2 separate regions of the Canis lupus genome follow, and region 1 is linked to region 2. The links are chromatin contacts, called in public Hi-C maps. All regions are on one chromosome and are shown on one strand. Each heading gives the region's core, a stretch centred on a gene start, on an enhancer-like site or on the middle of the called end of the contact. The rest is flanking DNA. Distances are from core to core; before and after follow the strand shown.

Evidence for each region. Hi-C and Micro-C count contacts between places; a contact is called where the count stands out from the background.
Region 1: a Hi-C map of blood shows a contact between it and region 2, with 5 times the contacts expected there. The contact joins the promoter of LOC607207 here to the promoter of LPIN2 in region 2. A contact is called at or near these places in 5 of 9 Hi-C or Micro-C datasets (amygdala, blood and liver).

Annotation. Positions count from the first base shown.
Region 1 is chr7:69,919,586-69,924,443 of UU_Cfam_GSD_1.0, forward strand. LOC607207 (myosin regulatory light polypeptide 9) reads left to right here and starts at 3,397. Exons shown (of 4, transcript XM_038543726.1): 1 at 3,397-3,647. It overlaps LOC106559074 (a long non-coding RNA gene), which reads right to left and starts at 950. Exons shown (of 3, transcript XR_005362606.1): 1 at 540-950.
Region 2 is chr7:69,722,914-69,728,346 of UU_Cfam_GSD_1.0, forward strand. It overlaps LPIN2 (phosphatidate phosphatase LPIN2), which reads right to left and starts at 3,662. Exons shown (of 20, transcript XM_038543718.1): 1 at 3,606-3,662.

The sequences.
Region 1 (4,858 bases), core at 2,147-4,646, 200 kb after region 2:
AACATCACAGATACTCAAGTATTGCTTAGTGATATGAATTTCTTACAGGGTTTTTAAAAGAATTTATTTACTTACTTACTTACTTACTTACTTATTTATTTATTTATTTATTTATTTATTTATTTATTTATGAAAGAGAACATGAGTGGACGGAAGGGGCAGAGCAAAAGAGAAGTAGGCTCTCCACCAAGCAGGGAGCCCAACGTTGGGTCTGATCTCAGGACACTGAGATCATGACCCGAGTCGAAGGCAGACGTTTAACTGACTGAGCCACCCAGGCACCCCTTACAGCGAGTTTCAATCAAGTTTCAAAGCCACTGTTCTGTACTTAAGACATTTCACATAAACTATCCCATTTAATCAGAAAACTCTATAAAGTAGGCAGGACAGATGTTATGCCCATTTTACAAATCAGAAAATTGGGGCTCAGATCAGCTGAGGGACCAGTTCTCAGTGTTACTTAGTAGGCTAAAGGAAGAATATGAAGTAGAACCCAAGTCTCTAAACTTCTAGTTACAAGGTAAAAAGGAGATTGTTACCTGAGAGCCAAGATCTCTTGTGGGGTTCAGAAGAATAGAGACACCATGGAGTCGTAGGTCTTTGGCAGTGGGTCCAATCATTAAAACTAGGTATCAATACATTAGATGGAAGTTTGAAAAACATTTCATCAAGATTTTTATTTTCCACACTGGCTTGCTAAGTTTTGTATACCCAGAGTCACTTATGGAATGAATAAATGAATGCACACTGACCACACAATTCTTGTTCATCTTCAATCACCAAGTTCCTCTGATCACCCTCAGACCATCAAGCATGTTCCTCCATTTGCTTGGAATCTCTTCTCTCTTTTCCCACTGACTTTTTTAATTCTTAATTTTTTCAATTTATTTTTTTAAGATATTTATTTCGTTATTCATGAGAGACACAGGCAGGAGAAACAGGCTCCTTGCAGGAAGCCTGAAGTTCAACTGGATCCCGGGACTCCAGGATCACACCCTGAGCTGAAGGTGGCGCTAAACCGCTGAGCCACCAGGGCTGCCCTTATTTTATTTTATTTTATTTTATTTTATTTTATTTTATTTTATTTTATTATTTTATTTTTTTTATTTATTATTTTATTTTATTTTATTTTATTTTATTTTATTTTATTTTATTTTATTTTATTTTATATTTTTTCCTAATTTTATTTTTTAAAGTAAGCTCTATGCCCAATGTGGGGCTTGAACTCATAATCCCAGATCAAGAGTCACATGCTCTGCAGAGGTGCCCTTCCCCACTGACTTTTAGAATCAGCTCTTCCATAGTTCTCTAGGGGCCATCTTCCACAAATTCCCCAGATGGGCTTATTTCCTTCTCCGTGTTCCTCCTAAAGGCCTTACCTAATTGTCACTGTAATGATCTGTTTTATAACTGTTCCCTAACACTCCCTGTGACTTTGCAACCCTTTCTACTCCATCTCCCTCCATCCCAGAGGTAGCAACTATGTCCTAGTTCAAAAAAGCATAAACCACCAATCCCACCACAGTGCTGAGAAATGCAGTTTCTGTGTAACACCTGTTGACTGAGTGGAAGGAAAGAAGACAAGGCAATCATCTGACACTATTGAGAACGCTACTGCTTCCTTTTGAGCTGAGAAGACTAAACTACCCATTTAAAGAAAAGGACAGTCGCTAGAAGGCTCCAGCGGTCGCTCCTCGCTCCGTGGTGGCAGGCCACCCCTCTGTGGAGGTATGAGTGCACTGCAGGGTGCTCACGCTGCTGCCCAAGCCAAACTTCAAAACCAAACTGCAGTCCCCCCACCACTAAGCCAGCCAGAGCTGGCCCTATCCCTGCGTCTTAAGCCCTAAGCTGTCTAGTTCTGTGTCCCCATGTGGTCAGAGTTACTCAGGACCCCAGCTAAACAGAGGGCTTCACGTGCCCTAGAAGATTCTGAACCATTAGGTTGGAGATAAGGAACCAGTATTTTGTGTTTTTAACCAGTACCCCCAAGTGATTATTATCAAAACTTTAGGAAACTAAACATCTTCCTGTCACTCACTCTATGCAATTAGGGCAGTTACTTATTTTTCAGTGGTTTTTACTTCAATGTTTACCGTTGGGATATGCTATTGGTTAACAGATAAAATGTTCCTGAGGTCCTCAAACTCTGCTTTATTAATATTCAGAATATGTTATTCTAGAGGTTTTACCTTCTTTTTCGGCAGAGTAACTCAAGTGAGAGGCAAGGAACACAGGGCCACCCCCAAGGTCAGAGAACTTCTGGCCACGAGCCAAACTAGGCACTGAACCTGGTCAGTGCTGGGACGGCCTGGGCGTTTATCAGATCCAACTCACTCCTGTCATAGTGGAGATCAAAGGAGCTGAGGTGACCAGCACCACAGTCTTTCTCACCAGGCTTTGGACAGAACTGGGGAGGTCTTTCCTTTAACAAGATTCCTGGTTAGGAGCTGCCCAAGGAGGGACGCCTGGGTGGCTCAGCAGTTAGGCTCCTGCCTTCGGCCAAGGGCATGACCCTGGAGACCCAGGATCGAGTCCCACATCGGGCTCCCTGCGCGGAGCCTGCTTCTCCCTCTGCCTGTGTCTCTGCCTCTCTCTCTCTCTCTGTGTGTCTCTCAGGAATAAATAAATAAAATTTAAAAAAAAATCTGTCCAAGGAAAAGAGAGCTGAGAGAAAAACAGGCACGACTTTTTCACTCCTATTTTCACCAAGTCTGCATCACACTGAGAGGTCGGGGCCAGGTCTCGCTGGCCGCCTGTCTTCCCTCCTGGTCAAATCCAGTCTCTCCTTGTTAATCGGAGCTCTCTCTGGTGGGAAAAATTCCCACAGACGTTTCTGAAGAGGGAGGAAGTCTTCCATCATTCGTGACCTCATGAAGTCCGTCTGGGCCAAAAAGATAGTGGCCGCTTGGCTGAGGGCCCCGAAGACTTCCGAAGTTCCGCTGCAGGGTGGAAGGGCTGGGACTCTTCAAGCCGACCGTACAGGACGCACAGATAACACCTCGGGCCCCAAGGCCTCACGGGGAGAGACGCAGACTCGGGATGGGCGGGGGCGGGGGGCGAGGGGAGGGGGGAGGGGTGGGGAGCCCCGCGCGCAGGCGCACCTCCGCCGGCTGCCCGGGCCCGCACCCGGGAGCGGCGTGGGGGCGGGTCACGTGGGCCGCGCAGCCCTCTCCGCGATGTCCCTACAAGGACTTGGGCTAGCGGGCCCCGCCCCTGGCCGTGCCCTGGAATGTGCGGGGAGGCCGACCAACGGGACGGGCTCACCCATTTTCCAACGGGAAAGGGGGGGGAAGAGAAGCTTTACGTTGAAAGAGGAGGTATAAAAAGACGGAAACTCAGCCCAACCATTACACGAACGGACCGTTACACACTCTTGTCTATTCTGAGTCGCCCGCTTTATACCCCTTCCCGTGCACTCGTTCAAAACTGCACCCCCCAAGCACAGTGGCGGCTCCCCCGCCCGTCGCCCCTCTACTAAGCCAGGCCCACTCCGTCGGCCGACAATGGTGACTGGGCTTCCTTCCGGCTTGCTGAGCGGAGGCCGGAAGTGCTGGCTTTAGGGGCTCCGGCGGTAGAGGGGACTTGGTGGCCGCAGCCAGGGCAGCCGGGGGGTCACCGAAGCGCTCCGATTCTCGCGGCTGTGCAGGGTGAGTGGCGCTTGCCGTCCGGCGCGTGAGGCCCACCCCGGGGACGCGTCTCCGCGGGGCGTCTGGGGGCGGGGGGCGGCGGCGGCCCCCGGCGGCCGGAGCGCACCTGGGCAGGTGTACTGGCGCGTTCCCGGGATGCGAGCCCAGGGGCCAGCTCCCGCATCGAGGCCACGCCCGGAAGTCCCGAGGCGCGAACCTTGTCCCTTTGCCCAAACTTGGAGCTCGGGGAGTAGGACTTAGCTCGCTGGCGCCGCGATCTTCGCGAGCAGCCGGGCCTGTGAAACCCGAGCCCCGCCGCGCTGACTCCTGCACTATGTTTAGTTTCTAACGTAAACTTGCCCGATTCAAGAGAGTTTGCGCAAAATACGAAGCCCAGCGTCCACCCCCTCACCCCCCCCCACATGCTGCAGCTGTTATTGCAGCTGTGTAGCTACGTTTAGTAGGAATAACCAACTCAAATTAGCAATTTTCTCAGCTCAGCATCCATTTCCATAATTAGAACTTTTTTAAAAGTGGTATTTGTCAAAGAAGGGTTGATTGAGGGTGTAGATCGCGCACCTTGAGAAAACTCCAAAATACAACACCATGTTCTTTTTGGGTGGAGACTTTGGGTCGGGTCATTTTTCCAGAATATTTCCTTTTATTTATTTATTTTTATTTTTATTTTTATAATATTTCCTTTTAAAGTCGGTGAGTGGGTGTATGAAAGAGTATACCATTTCTTAACAGAACTTTGGAACAGAAGTAGGGGTTCAGTTGAGATTTTAACTTAAATGCAAAATGCTTTATATATCAAAGTGAAGGAAGTGAGTATTTCTTAAAGTTACTACTATTTGTTTACTACTGGAAGACTTTGATAAAACTTTTCCATTTTCAACAGTGAGGCTTGATGTGATGGTCAGTGAGCCCTGACAACTAATTGCCTTTGTCAAGTGCTAAGAACTCTTTGGGTGTGGCAGTCAGAGATCTAATCCTACCTCCAACCGGAAGCTTGCATAGAAAATGAAGACCTAAAAAAAAAAAAAAAGAAAAGAAAAAAGAAAATGAAGACTTGGTTCATTTGAAAAGGAAGCACCAACCTGAAAATGTATTTTTAAAAAACTGGCTGGCACCAAAAAATCACATATGCTTAGCTTGAGGATAAAGTACATTGATTAAATGAAACAGCAGATTTGGTACAGATACTACATGCTGTCACACTACGAAGTGTT
Region 2 (5,433 bases), core at 2,412-4,911:
GAAATTCAGTATCCAGGGGCTTTACAGGAAAAAGAATCTAAATCGTAGTCAATGAATCAAATTTAAAAACTATCTTATCTTCATTCTAATCCTCAAAGTCACATTCAGAGCTTTATCTTGCATTGCCACACAGCTTATCTCCTAACAGATTCTTTTTTCCTTCTTCCTTATAGATAGGCTGAAAAGAGCAGAATCATCCAGTCAGAATTTCAAAGCAGAGGCAAGCCATATGGGCCAAGCTTTCTGTGGTTGGGCAGGATCAAGTTAGCCAGAGGTGAGGAGCACAGAGCTGGAATGGCCCCACCACACCCAGGTTGCCACGGACTCTCAGAGACACCTAAGCTGCTTCATTTGGACCTCAGCGGTGAGCGACTTTCTCTCACACATTTGTCTTCAAGAGTAAAGGAGCGTACACATGTAAAGCGTTTAGTGTTAGTAATAGTGCGCCAGTAAAAAGAATAAAGAATCAAATTGACAGCAGGGGAGGTAGATTCCAAAAAGTGCAGTTAACTGCCAGTAAAGCCACCAAGAAATCTTATTAGAAGGCCTTCTGATACAGCCATAAAGCTTACTACTCCAGCCTATAATAATTATCCTCAAAGTTTTTTTTTTTTTAATTTTTATTTATTTATGATAGTGACACACACACAGAGAGAGAGAGAGGCAGAGACACAGGCAGAGAGAGAAGCAGGCTCCATGCACCGGGAGCCCGACGTGGGATTCGATCCCGAGTCTCCAGGATCGCGCCCTGGGCCAAAGGCAGGCGCCAAACCACTGCGCCACCCAGGGACCCCTCCTCAAAGTTTTAATATGACAATCCATATTGGATTCTGTCAACTGGAGGCTCTCTGCCTATGAACCTGTGAGTTATTTTCGTTATGATGGCGGCAAATGACAGCTAAAAGACTCTGGGGCTAATAAAACAGATAAAAATGGGCTTTCAAAACAAACGTCCCAAACCACGGTCTAGCCATTCACTGGCAAGATAATAAGCACACACATACACACACACGCAATGACAGCTATCGGGTCAGAGCAAAAAGGGAAGGATTTAAATTAAAGGCAGGCAGGTGGACTTAAGTCAGACTTAAAGAAAAACCTTCTGACTTACATCACTAAGCACCTAAGGGAGGTGCTGAATCTATCTCCCCACAAGACAAAGCTTCCAGCTAAGTGTTACTGTGCTGCCTTATATGAGGAAATACTGTATACAAAACAGCATACCCAGGGGAAATAGCTGTTGACACAGAGCGCCAAGCTATCTTTAAACCAAATATTAATATTTAAAATAAGCATTGCAAAATCTTCCCTGTTAAGACTCATGAGCTTAATTTAACCTTTTACCACCTCTCATGCGTGGCACCATCAGGATTATTCAACCAAAGCTCACAGCTCAGGAAAGTTGAGTGAACTCCCTTCAGGAAGTGCCACCAGCTCTCAGGTCACTGGTAAGGACACATATACACACTGCTGCTTCCTACCTTTATTCAACAGACCTCCATGGAGGTTTTTCTAAAAGTTGGGTCTGCGTTTGGTACCAGGGAGCTACCAAAGTCTGGCCTCGGAGGACCTTCAGTCCAGTGCAGATGACAGTCCACTCAGTAAACCAAAAATTACAATACAGGGTGAGGAGTTCCTTCACTGCTACATTCTTGGGCTAATGAAGGACACAACGCCCAGCTGACTCTGTTAATTGTTTCTCAACAGTGGCTTTACTATAGAGTTGAATGGTTTTCAAATGTTCCCATTTCCAGTTCCTCTTAAACATAAAGCTTCTCTGTTGGTTCTCAACTCTGCCATCACGTGAGAACATTTCATTTCCAGCATTCCACAGCTCTACCAACATTTACTTACACTTCAGTCTGATAGATCACAATTAACCATACATTAGTTGTTAGAAGCCACCCACACTGGCCAGTGTAATTTCATGGATGGCCTTAGGCCTGCTTTTTATACTCAGGCTGGGACTGAGGTGGACTGCCCTTCAGGCAAAGTGAGGATGCTTCACTAGGCGAACACCAGAATCCTTCCCCTGCACCTTGTGGGCTCTGCCGCCCCCCCCCCACATCACCATGGGCCCCCCCACCTCCCACTCCACCTCACCCTCCCCTCCCACTCCAGCATCACCCACCACCTCGGCATAGCCTTCTTACCTCAGCATTCCCCCACCTCGGCATCACCCCCCTATCTCAGCACCCCCCCCCTCGGCATCGCCCCCCTACCTCAGCATCCCCCCCATACCAGCATCACCCCACCACCTCAGCATGGCCTTCTTACCTCAGCATTCCCCCCACCTCAGCATCACCCCTCTATCTCAGCATCCCCCCCCCCACCTCGGCATCGACCCCCCTTCCTCAGCATCCCCCCCACTCCAGCATCCTCACCTCGTCATCGGCCCCCTACCTCAGCACCCCCCCCACCTCAGCCTCACCTCCCACGCCAGCATCACCCCACCACCTCAGCACGGCCCCCACCTCAGTATCACCCCCCCTACCTCAGCAGCCCCCCCCACCTCCGTATCTCCCCTCACCCCACCCCAGCATCGCCCGCCACGCTTTTCATTCTTAAGCCACGAAACTCAGACCATCAACATACAAACCATATGGGCCACTAAATAATTTGTAAATATTTCAAATGTATCTCAAAACTGCATTGTCAAAGAATTATGAACCAGCCCGGCGAGATTTCAATAAACAGTTAACACAGGGCATCTCTACTGGGCAGAGCTGCAATAGGACCTGGCCTGACACCAAGACTCTCAAGAGACTCTTTTTCGGTCTAAGACAAACAGGTTTGGAAAAATCATCCCGAAATGCACAATTTAAAATTAGTAGAGCGGCTTAAGCAACCCTTCCTATAGCATTTTCAAATATTCAGACTTCCAGCACTTTCTGAAAGGAAGGGTGATCCTTCCGGTCCTGGTTCTTAAGTATGCCTTCAAAACGTCATACGGAATTCTCAAGGAGAATATTCTCAATCTGTTCAGAAGAGTGGAGAAAACGGTGACCCTCGGGGTTAAAAGTTGAGAGAGGGGCCCCCGCTCTGAGACTGGCTCTCAACACGTTCGCTACAGACTGAGAGGTGCCGAGGGGAACGGGGCTTCGAGAAGCGAGCGAGGACTCACACTCGGGGCCGGGTCCACAAGCCGGAGGCAGAGACGCGGGGCGAACGGCCGGCCGGGGACGGGGAACTGCAACTTCCCAGCCCGGCTCCGGGCGGCTCACGTGCGCCGGGCCCCCTCCCGCGGGGGCGGGGGCGGGGGCGGGGGCGGCTCGCGCGGCCTCCGGCCGGGCCCCCTCGCCGCGCGCCGCTCGGCCGCGCGTCACCCCGGCCTCCGCTCCGGCCTCCGCGCCAGCACCCCGCGAGCTGCGGGCGCCCTCAGTGACCGGCCCTCGGGCCGCGGCGCGCGGCACCCGGGACGCCTCAGGGTCTCCGCGTCCTCGTCCGCCCCCGCGGCCCCGCGCCCCCCCACCCGCGGCGCACCCCGCGCGCCGAGCGGCCTACGTGGACTGCGGGGGGGCCGGCCGGCGACGCGGGGGCAGGGGTCCCGGCCTCCCCCGAGCGCCGAGGCCGCGCCGCGACTGGGGGGCCCCCGCCCCGCTTACCTGCGGCGGCTCCGCTGCCGACCCGCGCCGGCGCCCGCGGGCGGCCGAGGGGAGGCGGCGGCTGGACGGCGCGCTCGCCGGGGGCCGAGGGGGCGGGGCCGGCCGAGGACGCGCGCGAGGCCCGGGCGCCCCGCCGCCGCCGCTGCCTCCGGAGCCGCCTGGGCCGCAGCCGAGCCGGGCGGCCCTCATGAATGGGACGCGGCGGCGGCGGCGGCGGCGGCGGCCGAGCGGCGGGCGGGCTGGCGGCGCGCAGGCCCCTCCCCGGCCACGTGACGCCGCGCTCGGCCGCCGCCTCCCGGCCGCGCGGCGCCTTAGCTGCCTCCCGCCCGGGCCCGGGCCCGCGCTCGCCCGGGGGCGGCGGCTGCGGCTGCTCCTCTCCTGCGCTGCAGGGCCCGGGGCCGCGGCCTCTAGCTCGGCGCAACGCCAGCCGTGCTTTTCTAAAAAAAAAAAGAAAGAAAAAAAAAAAAAGTTTCTGCTCGACCCCAAGGCAACGTTGCGGCGCGTCAGGTGGAACTTAGAGCCCGACCGCCAAAAAGAGAGACGGGCGCGCAGAGTATTAAAGTGTGAGAAAGGGCCGCCCGGGTGGCTCAGCGGTTTGGCGCCGCCTGCAGCCCAGGCCGTGATCCTGGAGACCCGGGGTCGAGTCCCACGTCGGGCTCCCTGCAGGGAGCCTGCTTCTCCCTCTGCCTCTCTCTGTCTCTCATGAATAAATAAATAAAATCTTAAAAAAAAATAAAGTGCAAAAAAAAAAGGTATACAGTCGAATAATGCTTTATAATCCACGTGTGACCACCAGGAGCCTGTCTGGGTACTCTCCACTGCTCCCCGATCCTATAAATACACTGTTTAAGGGAGGGATTGCCAAAAGCGTCTATGACTGCACGCTGGTTTTTATCTTTTTTGCGGCCTATTCTATTGTTAAGAGTTATGTATGGAAGTGCATGTCTTACTTCCAAATGTCACGTAATTTCTCAGTATGCATTCCGTGGATGATAATCCATATAACGTTGAGGATCTTGGAAAATAGGCATTTACATAAAGCTTCTGCCTAGGGAGCACGTTTCTTCCCACCGGCTTGGCTGTGCGGGACCCAGGAAACAGGCCGCCCGTCTCAGGGCCCCCGTGTGGTTCCGCAGAAGGAACGCGGCAACCACTTCCTCCTCTAAGTTCCTTGGCCTCTTTCGAATGCAGCCAAGCTTTGGCCCATCCTTAACCAAGGCCCTACTGAGACTACGTAGTTTCACGGCACAAGCCCACTAAGAATTGCCCTCTTTTCTCTTGGCTTGCAAGTGAAATGAAAATTTTAAAACACAAGAATTGGAATTCCTCTTCCAATATTCCAAGGCGTTTTAATCCTCTATGGAGAAGTGGAATTGAAGACAGAAAAAGAACTGGATCCTCACTTTCTACATCAATAAAATGGAAATAGTAATGCCTTTCTCACAGGATTGTTTTGCCTATAAAGTGCCTAATTTAGCTTGATGTTTAGAACCTGGAACATGCTGTTACTGTTTGCCTCTTTCCTTTCTTCCATTTTTTCCCACATAAGACTTTTTCCTGTTTCTCTCGGGCTATTTTTGCTACCTGCTGCCTTGGGAGGGAAATACTCTGCCAAGCTTCCTTCCTTCCTTTCATCATTCAGGAAGCCCTAGACATCCCCTCCCTTCCTCCAAACAACTTTAGATTTGTACCTCTGAATGATTCACATTTCTAATATTTCCTCATTCTCTGGTGTCTACCTAATTTACACCACGACTTAAGCAAAGTAGGGACTCATTAAATATTTGTTGCATGATATCCCTTCATTTCCTGCCCATGATGCCGAAGA